Linked DNA regions of Mus musculus: all the other regions are linked to region 3. Evidence: chromatin contacts called from public HiChIP or PLAC-seq data. All regions are on one chromosome and are shown on one strand. Each heading gives the region's core, a stretch centred on a gene start, on an enhancer-like site or on the middle of the called end of the contact. The rest is flanking DNA. Distances are from core to core; before and after follow the strand shown.

Region 1 (3,399 bases), core at 222-2,721, 650 kb after region 3:
TGGGGGTGGAAGAGTCAGCCGAGTCCCTCGTGGCAGAACTAAAGTGCAGCACCTGTTGAGAGCAAGAAAGGAAGAAACACAGAGGCTGCAGCCACCTTAGACCTCACAGTTAACGGTACGAGGCCCTTCTGCCCTCCTCTACCCAGTTAATCATAGGAGAAGCAGCAATGCATGCTGGGAACTCTCCCTGTACTGGGTACTTTCCGTATTCCTGCCAATGGACTTCAGACAACCTCGCGGGATATATACTCCTGTGTCCATTTTACAAGCAAGGAAGCTGACATTTGAAGAAGAACCTAACACAGCGGGAGACAGAAGCACCCCCACGAGGAGGAAACCAACATGAAGGAAGGGCAGGAGGGAGAGGGATGGAACGCCAGCCTCAGCGAAGGCAGAAGGGGACACAAAGGTACAGAGACAAATGCGTGTCGGAGGACAGCTTACACACCTCAGCTGAGCAGGCCCTGGACTCGAATCCTCAGCAGATGCCAGTTCTTGGCCACAGGAAACTGGCGGGAAATTAGCTCACCCTGAAGTGAAGTGTAATTGTTCTACGGAACCATTAGTATGTGTCGCCGCTAGGAGAAAGAAAGGTTTTACGATCGGGCAACAGACAGAGGTAGTGATGACTCTGGATCACCCGAGAGTGAACTGAGGGTCAAGGAGGGATGGACCAAAAAAAATAATAATAATAATAATATGGGGAAGGGGGTAAAATTGGACAGAAATGTCAGTTGTTCTTTGCTGCAAGTTACTAATGAGACCCGGGGACCAGACCACCATGAGACCAATGATGTCACACTCCTGTGAAGAGCGGTTCCAGGAATCTCGCATCGCAAGGCAGGAACACATTCCTTAAGTCAAACTGAAGCTCACCGAAGCCTGGAGAATCTGAAGGCCATGTCCACAGTGACTCACGCAGGCTTCCAGTGGTGGCCTCCATGTCTCTGTACATATTTTTTTAAGACAGCAAAGAAGGGGAGCACCATGAATTTGTAGTGGATACACACTGTGGTAAACCATCAGGCCATAGCAGGGGGAAGGGGACAGGGAGAAGGAGAGGTGACCAAGCTGGCTAAGTCAGTCAACTGGGTGTCCAGGGAGGGAACGAGGATTGAAAAGAAAAAGACAATTGGACAGCATTATAACATGACTTCAGCCATTGCTGAGGCTGAAGCGGGTTTATCTTTCTCCAGCCTGCCTTTATACCATTCTAAGCACATGCAAAGAATAAGGTCAGTTCTAGGTCAGGGAACAAACAAGGCAATAAAACCAAGTCTCTTGATCAAGGTTTCTAGGGGCTTATCAGGATGTCCGAGATAAAAGGAATAACCCACTCTCCCCTGCTGAGTTTACCTTGAGCTTTGTATTAGCTGGAATGTAAATATTCTTAATCTGAGCCTATTTCCTGAGTCCTAGCCCAAAGTCTAATTCCTGCCTGAACCTACTACTTCCATGTCCTAACCCAATGTCAAATTCCTGCCAAATTCCTACACGGTGGCTCCAGAAGCTCTCCACAGAGAGGGAGGAGGAAAAGACCTGTGGAGCAGGAAAAGGAGGAGGAGGGAGGAAGGGAGGGAGGGAGGGAGGGAGGGAGGAGGAGGGGGGGGGGAAGAAATTGGAGGGACCAGAAGAATCCTAAGGAAAACATGAAGATGTCAGCCAGGAGCAAAACAGCAGACCACTGGGCCACCCTTAAGAAGTGAGGAGAGTTTTCTGAAATAGGTGCCTTCCTAGCAAAGTCCTGGAGAACACTGAGGAATGTGTAAAAAACCTCTATTTAACAGAGTAGAACAATGTTTCCCAGACAGAATCGTGGCTCCTTAATGAATCATGAAAACCAAATGAGTCCTGACCAGCGTTTATACTTAACATGGACTACAGTGGGAAGTATCAGAGCAAGCCATGCACAGAGTAAGAAGTGTGTCTATGTGATTCCCGATTGTATCTGCCTACTTCTGTCAGGAGAGTACCACGTTAGGGTGGAAAATACATTACATCATAATTTTGTTTATTTACTTCCTGTGCGTAGACTCAAAAACAAATTTGAGGGGCTAGAGAGATGACTTAGCAGTTAAGAGTGTATATTGCTCTCACAGAAGACCTTAGTTTGGTTCCCAGTGTTCACATCAGGAGATTACAACTCTTTGTAGCCCCAGCTTCAAGGCATCCAATACCCTTCTGGTGCCTATTGGCAGGTAAACACACACAGAGAGACCCACAAGCATACACACACAACTAAAAATAAATCTTCTTTTTTAAGTTTGAAAAAACCCATGAGATAGTAGTATAAAATGGGGGGGGGGGGGACAGAAAGCAATAAAATTGCAACAATGTATCAGTCAGGACTGTCTGGGATATGATACTGTAACAAGTGACCCACCTGCAACAAGGCTTGACTTCTACAGAATGTTACATTATCACTGGGCAATCATTTAGAGTTCCACTAGTTTTATACTCACTCCAGAAACTAGTGTATGTTAAGAATTATCTCCATATGGGATACTAATGGTCAAACAAGAATGAAAAAGTGAGCACCTTGTGACTATTAAGTGTCCTTCTGGAAGTGCCACTTGCCCACAGCCCAACTGGTCAAAGCAAACAAAGGGACTGCATTTGATAGCAGTGAGACAGGGTAAGGAGACACCTTGCGCCCCCTGAAAAGAGAGAGTGATTGTTAAGGGCAATTATATAGCCTGGGAGGGTGGAACGTGTGTCCTCCCAGGCTGAAGCAGAAGGGTCCCGAGTTCCCAGCCAGCCTGGACTGCACAGTGAAACTTTGTCTCAAAAACGGAAAATAAGCTCAAGCTTCTCTAACCATTTTCTCTTTTCTTCTTCAAGGGTTCTTCTTTCTTTTGCCCTTCTCCATCCCTTTTCTTTCACCCTTTATACACCCCCCATACTAGTTAGGAGTGAAAAAAGGATAGAAGGGATACTTCCTGCTGATTAGGGGCATCGGATTCCTTGGGGCAAGTTTGATCTTCGCTATCAGGATAATTACTTCTTCGTGTTGTTTCTCTTTCGCCCAGATGACTACTTAACAAACCCTGACCTAGAGCAACCAACCAAGAGCCTACAGCATATCCAGCTCCCTGGGCCCTAGCATTTATATATTCTCTGAAAAATCCTCAGAATTCTAAACACCACACAATCATTGGAACTATCTGCAGCTGGCAAAACCGCGCCCCTGCTAGAGCACCAGGAAAATCCCAGCTGCTGTGGACAGTCTGAAGCAGCCCCATATCCCACACCTGAGATTAGAATGAAACATTCTTATAATGTTTCTGTGCTTTTTAAAGAAACCAAGATGCCAAAATTGTCGCTACAACCTTCCCCCCAAGTGGATAGATAGAGGAGGAAGATCTAAGCAGAGATACATCTTATACTGTAGTACAATGC
Region 2 (3,286 bases), core at 445-2,944, 740 kb after region 3:
CCTTAAATGCAGTATCAGCAGGGAGAGCCATTTATTACAAAGCTATTTGCTCCGATGCCATTACCGTTATGAAATTTTACGCTGTCTAGCACTTTTCACCGGAGAATGTCAGAGTGCTGTACCAGCACGGGCTCTAATTACGCTAATCCTTGGAACACGGAGGAAGCAGCCTCTAAAGACCACTTGCATCGCTGTACTCACTATCCAAGAGGCAAGAGGTCCAGCCCAGATGTGGGGAGGCCTCCTGCTGAGGGCCGGAGTCTCAAAACTTCCAAAGACTGAAGAAGCTGCTATGTGTGAGTCTCTCTCTCTCTCTCTCTCTCTCTCTCTCTCTCTCTCTTTCTCTCTCTCTCTCTCTCTCTCTCTGTGTCTCTGTCTCTCTGTCTCTGTCTGTCTCTGTCTCTCTGTCTCTGTGTGTGTGTGTCTCTGTCTTTGTCTCTCTGTCTCTGTCCCTCTCTGTCTCTCTCTCTGTCTCTCTCTCTGTCTCTCTCTCTCTCTCTCTCTCTCTCTCTCTCTCTCTCTCTCTCTCTCTCTCTCTCTCGGCTGAGGGTGGAAGTGGAAACCCCAGCCTCATGCATGCCAAATCCACATGTCATTTTCTCTCGTTTTCTTTTTTCTTTCTTTGCTGGGGTGCTGAGAATTAAACCCAGAAACACAAACAGATGCACGTTTGCGCTTTAATTTGTATGTGTGTGCTGTACAGTTGTATACGTGTGATGTGTGTGCATGTGTGCGTGCACACTTGTCTACTGATTTTTAAGCCCAAGTGCCCCCCCCCCCAGCCCCCAGATGTTACGAATGGGGATACATCTGAATCTCACTGAGGTTGAAGGGCAGCTGTGTTGGGATTAGGGTTTAACTCAGAGCTAAGATCTAGCGGCTGCAGGAGGTCTTTTGAAATGGGAAAGCTACTTGGGGTGAAGGGGAGCTAATGAGATACACTTTGCATCAAGGCCTGAGTTTCATCCCCAAAACCCATTTGGTGGAAGGAGAGAACTGACTCCTGCAGGTCTTTACATATTCACTAAATAAATGTAAAACAAAACAAAACAACCAAGCAAACAAAAATCGGGCTGATTATAGTGGTATTTACCTGCAATTCCAGCCCGTGGAGACAGGAGGATCAGGAGTGGGAAGCCTTCATCCTCAACTACACAGAAAGTTCGAGGCCGGCAAAGACGCAAGGAGACCTTGTCTCAAAACAACAACAGCGAAACAAAAAGTAGATACATGGGCCCTAAAATACACGGCCTGACGGGAAAAAAAACTGTAATGGATGGAACTTTGACCCAGGGAGTAATTGTGCTAAGGTTTCTTCCTGGCTTCCTCCTTGCTCTGCACTGAGCTGTTGAAGTCCGGAGACAATAGAAGCTCACTCTGTCACAATGGTTCCCTGAACACTCCTGTGAATGTGCTTACTGCAGGACACAATGACTCTTTAGACGCAAGAATTTAAGACACCAAGTTTACATCCGCTGCGCAAAAAAAAAAAAAAAAAAAAAAAAAAAAAAAAAAAAAGCAAGCAGAACAGACAGAGTTAACCCACAGCACGAGGGTAAACAGCTTCTCCCTCAGAGAGAAAACAGCCAGGCTTGGGTAGGCCAAATTGCTCCTGTGATTATCACGTTACTGCCACACAAACCCCCAGCCTCCCACCGAGCCAGCTTTTCCGAGGTAAGCGGTGCCCTATGCTGTCCCAGTTGTCAACTACCCCTGTCATTGCTGAGCTCATGCTGAGCTGCTACTCAGTTTGACAGACAATAACAATAACAACAAAAACAACAACAACAAAAAGCCCTGCCTGGTAAATTATTGTTTTTATACACAAAGCAGAAGAGTTTGGTAGACGCTTTCCACAAGCCACAGACATGTTCTCCAGTCTTACCCCATTAGATCCAAGTGTACCCTCAGGGCATGGGAGGCTTCTCCAGGCCACTGCGGTCTTACACAAACATCGTGATTAGTACCACGCTTGTTCCTATTAGCGTCAGCAAAGAAGAATGAGAATGGCGGGGAAAACCCACAGAGTCCCAAGCAGAGAAATTAAAGTCGATATGTTTTTTTAATTGATAGATAATTGTACATCTATAAGGGATTTGATCCATATGATGCTACATGACATTATACATTGGATAATGATTAACTTAGGACATCATCTCAAACATTTATCACTGAGTTGGTTAGGGGTTTTTTTTGGTTTTGGTTTTGTGGGGTTTTATTGTTTTTTGTTTTTTGGTCTATTTAAAACAGAGTGACATCCTTGCAGTGGTGATGCACACCTTTAATCCCAGAACATGGGAGACAGAGGCAGGTGGAGCTCTGAGTTCGAGGCCAGCCTGGTCTACAGAGCCCATCCAGGACAGCCAGTGCTGAATACACTAAGAAACCCTGTCTCAAAACAAACAAACAAACAAACAAGGGCTGGAGAGATGCCTCAGCAGTTAAGAACACTGACTGCTTTTCCAAAGGTCCTGAGTTCAAATCCCAGCAACCACATGTGGCTCACAACCACCTGTAATGAGATCTGACACCCTCTTCTGGAATGTTATATAACCTAGGCTGATTCTCGTGCCTCTGTACCGCCTCCCTCTCTCCCCACCCCACCCCCGCCATAACTGGCTACACTCAGTTTTACTACATGAATAATATGCATACTTATGAGAAATTTAGAAAGCACAAGTAAGGGGGAAAGGTAATAATATATTACAAGGACAATCCAGAAATTCATTTTTATCTCTACATGATTTATTTCAAAGTTGACAAGACACAATTCCCAATGATGACCTCCAAGTTCACAAACATGAGGGAGAATAAATGAACCAGGAAAAGTATGTCAGCATGAGCCTACTTACTGAGAGCAACTGAATCCAATATGAGACCCCACTCAAGCTTCGCAATGGAAATCTATATAGCTGTAAAGAAAAATGAAATTTGCAAGTTAATGGATGGAACTGGAAAATATTATACCGAATGAGATAACCCAGATGCAGAAAGACAAGTGCCATGTCTTCTCTTTTATTTGTGGGTCCTAAATGCAAAGTTTTAGATTTGAGTGTATAATCTGTAGTAACCATAGAAGCCCATTATGCAGAAAAAGGCTGGGCAGGGATGGGGCTCTAGAGCAGGGCCAGGGCAGGGTACCTGTGGAGAGGGGAAATGGAAAGTGGAAGAAAGACCTAACTGGGTGGCTAATACAGAGAGAGAGGGAAAGAGGGGGAAAATAACACAAAGAGTGTTTGGAAAAGCCATAGGGAAACATATGATTTTATAAAATTACTTTAATATG
Region 3 (3,596 bases), core at 83-2,582:
AGCCATAGTTTGGTCTATAGAGAATCTTTCCCAAACCACTGTCTCGCATCCAGGCCAAATAGACTGTCACAGGCCACAGAATACTCTCTAATGCACACTACTGGGTTTCCCTGAAAGCCATTTACTATTTTTCTACAAACTTTCTGCGTTTCCCCACTCCGCCCATCTATTCTCCAAGAGGAGTTCTTCAGTTTCCATCTACTCTCCAAGAGGAGTTCTTCAGTTTCCAAATCACGGTTAGCGCTTCCCTGCCTGTAATAAATGCATGAATCTTTCCACGGCTTCCTTCTTTTTAGTTGAGACTAGCAATTCTTCAAAGAGTGGAAGGGAGTTCCCCTTCAGTTCTACGACCTCATACATGATCCTCTACGGGCTCTACGTGAGTGTTTCTATTTCCAAGGAGCTGGGTTGCAGAAACAGGCAGCTGGCTATGAGCCCTAACAATTGGATGTGTCCTTGTGTCAGTGAGATTAATCTAACTTCAGCGACTTCCACCTGCTGGCCTTGGCTCCATCCTGTGACTACAATTCAGAGTTATAGCTGACTCGGGATCCCTGGAAATTGGGCTAATTATCCCCATGTAGGAGTTTGGTAAAAACTGAATACAAGAGGCTAAACCGGGAGGGAGGCCAGCGCTTCACATTTTCCTTTCAACCAAATAAAACAGCAAGATTAAGGGCTGTCCCCGGCATTTGTGAGATTATGATAAATATCAGTGTTAATAACAATAGTGACAGTAATAATTACCCACGGCTTGATTTGGATGCAGGTCAAGAAACCATCCGGATCAAATTACACATAAGAAAAATATGTGTGTTCGGGGTTGGGAATGTTCTCAAAAGAGGAAGAAAAATGGTCACCGTGAAGCAATTTACCTTCTAGTGGGAAACAACTGCGCCTTCGCATTCCAAATGGATCATGAGAGATAAAAAGAAAGGCTCTCCTGGCTGGATACCATGTACTGAAGCCTCCCTCAGCTTTCTGACGTGGTGTGACTAAGGTAGGAAGGACTCTTGAGGCAGACAGCAGTCATCTGTCTTGGCCACCCCGCAGCACTTTCGGTTGAGTATGCTTGTTTAGCCAGAATTGACCAGTAGAGATCTTTCCTGTCGGTTTCTGGCAGACTTTTGGTGGACAAGATGAGGGAGAGTGTGGCATTCCTATAACGGGCTCATAGATGCTACTCTTGCTAGAAATCATGGCATCTACGCTGTAGACCCTCGCTTTGGCCTAAGAGCGATTAAATTCTGACACAGCTGTTTACATCGGTGTCTGTCTCCTTCTGGCTCTGGCTCAGACTCCAGCAAGGCTCAGCATAGGCGTGTTAATCTCCTTAGGGAGTGTCTACTTAACCTTTATCTTTCCCCTTCAAGGCTGAAGAACCAAGATAAGCCTTTGTCCTCTTCCGGATTCTCGGAAGAGCGAAGCCTTGCAGGATAGAGCCACCTTGGGCCTCAGGCTCCTCCGACTCCCTGTGGCTAGGCTGCAATCTGGAGCTTAAATACTCTTCTCTGAAGAACCAGTGTGGTGTCCCTTCAAGCACTAAGGACTTTTGGGGATCACCTTACAGAACTAGTGCTGAAAAAATGATTAACCCTTTCTTGAGCACCACTTGCCTTTTGCCCCAATTCATCCTCTATTTAACCCAAGAAGCTCAGGTCTATACCCTGAAGGCGAAGTTGGGGGAAGGGAGACCCCTTTATTCATTTCTCTTCTTGTTGACCGGCTAAATTTCTTCTTCGTTTTTCCTCCGTTATTTCACTCTCTAACTGGCATTGGGTCTGGTGGCTGAGCCTAGCCTCTTGTGGCTGGTAAGAGTCTGTGCACTGGAAGCATCCCACAGCAGATTCCTTCCGCAGACAGGCAGGGAGTCAGTGGCCTTTGGCCCTGGCTACAGCCTCTCCTTGCTCTGCAGTCTCTTGTCATCTAGCAGCAAGGCACAGGCTTCTCCTGGCATCACCAGGGTTCTCACAAGTGATTTTTTTTTTCCTTCCCCAAATTTGAACCTGGAGAGTGTTTACTTCCTGTCTCACCCCAGGGCCCTGCTGATTTTTCCCATTACTGCAAATTGCTGCTCTCGGTGTTTTGCATTTGTTATTAAGATGTAATCAGGGTTGCCTAACTGATTAACAGCCTCGCCCCTCATCCCCCCCAGCCTCTCACACCTGACTGGGAGGGAAGGCAATGAAGACAGCCTAGGTGGTTGTCAGGGGGCCGGTGGGTTCTTGTAGGCAGCCTGACAGCTGAGAATACCAGGAAGCCACAGGGCTTCTCCATGGATCCCTATTGCAGGGAGAAGAAACCTTGCACCTCTCAAGTTCCTGGGAACCGAGGTGAGTGGGGTTCCTAGGTCCTGTGATGGTATAATGGTGGTGATGCCTGTGCCGACCTGCCCAAAAGAAGCAGAGACCAGACTGAGCCAGGCCTTCTGATGATCAAGCACAGAGCATCTCTTAGGGCAGAGAGGTAAGATGCGGAGCTGAATAAGAAAGGGGAAACGTGGCAGGCAGGTATTCGGCCTGTGCTAGATCACAAGTCAATCAGCTTGGTGGGAAGCAGCTGCCAGTCCTGGTCACCGCAAACCGGAGAACCCTTCTCCCTTGCCTGCTCTGTCTAATCTGACCAGGTCCTCTCTGCTTCTGCCCATGCTTTCAGCCATTAAAGTGAACAGAAGTTTTGGGGGAACATAAAGAACCAACTCCTAGACTACACCTCAATTTCTTAAGGACATCCAACCCCCTGTGACCCCTTTCTCTGACCTCCTTGGGTTTTTTGCTTGTTTGTTTGTTTTGCAATAGTGGGATTAAACCCAAGAGCTTGTTGAATGCAAAGTAATTTAAGCACCACAGTCACGGACACAGAAAGCAAACTGAGACACTACATGTCAAAGGGGACTCGACCCAGCAGCAGCAGCTGTCCCAGCTGGCAAGGGGTCAGGAGGTGAAGATTGCCTGGGAGAGCAGGGAACTTCCAGGCCTCTTCACAGACAAGCTTTTAAAACCCAAGTCAGATCTACAGTCACGGCATGGCTTGCAGTGTGTGATGCTGTTTGGAGCCACCCGGGTTTTGTTAAGTCTCCTGTCCATGCTTCAGGAAGGAAGCAGGGAACCAGGGTACTGACACCGGACTCTGAGAGCATAGCGAGTCCGCTTTCCCTTTTGTTTGGTGAAGCTGATGATAAGGCTATGATTTTCTTTTTTTTTCATATGATAAAAATTTTGGCACCATTTAAAACAGTGGTTCTCAACCTGTGGATCTTGCTCCCCGTGGGGGCTGCATATCCGATAGTTACCTCATGATTCATAACAATAGCAAAATCACAGTTATGAAATAGCCACGAATTAATTTTATGGTTGGGGGGAGGGTAGTGGTCACTACAACATGAGGAACTGTATTAAAATGTCTCAGCACCAGGAAGGTTGAGAATCACTGTTTTAAAGGATCAGAGGATATCTGATTATGGCTAATACTATGATTATATGAGATAATATCTACCTGGGGATTATGGCTGACTTATCCTCACGGAGAGATATAAAAGTGTGTGTTTACATTTAATAATTCCAGTATTGATGAGGGAGGGGCTCATAAGACTCCCC

The links. HiChIP or PLAC-seq counts read pairs in DNA pulled down with a chosen protein or histone mark.
Region 1: an H3K27ac HiChIP or PLAC-seq map of trophoblast stem cells shows a contact between it and region 3, with 4 times the contacts expected there. The contact joins two enhancer-like sites. A contact is called at or near these places in 5 of 115 datasets of contacts at active chromatin or transcription factors (astrocytes, embryonic stem cells, thymic regulatory T cells and 1 more) and 1 of 9 other capture datasets (embryonic stem cells).
Region 2: a contact with region 3 is called in an H3K27ac HiChIP or PLAC-seq map of extraembryonic endoderm stem cells, with 5 times the contacts expected there. The contact joins two enhancer-like sites. A contact is called at or near these places in 3 of 115 datasets of contacts at active chromatin or transcription factors (astrocytes, embryonic basal ganglia and extraembryonic endoderm stem cells).

What each region holds. Positions count from the first base shown.
Region 1 is chr13:44,558,505-44,561,903 of GRCm38.p6, forward strand. All of the region lies in intron 1 of Gm34276 (a long non-coding RNA gene), which reads right to left. Among named protein-coding and RNA genes, the nearest start is that of Gm34276, 8.4 kb to the right of the region's middle. Within about 2 kb of position 1,472, at least 20 of the 459 cell types and tissues checked have an H3K27ac peak or open chromatin away from gene starts, as enhancers often do. A contact at or near this core is called in trophoblast stem cells, where this site is marked.
Region 2 is chr13:44,650,132-44,653,417 of GRCm38.p6, forward strand. No RefSeq gene overlaps it. Among named protein-coding and RNA genes, the nearest start is that of Gm40931, 15 kb to the left of the region's middle. Within about 2 kb of position 1,695, at least 39 of the 459 cell types and tissues checked have an H3K27ac peak or open chromatin away from gene starts, as enhancers often do. A contact at or near this core is called in extraembryonic endoderm stem cells, where this site is marked.
Region 3 is chr13:43,907,154-43,910,749 of GRCm38.p6, forward strand. No RefSeq gene overlaps it. Among named protein-coding and RNA genes, the nearest start is that of Gm23117, 36 kb to the left of the region's middle. Within about 2 kb of position 1,333, at least 54 of the 459 cell types and tissues checked have an H3K27ac peak or open chromatin away from gene starts, as enhancers often do. A contact at or near this core is called in extraembryonic endoderm stem cells and trophoblast stem cells, where this site is marked.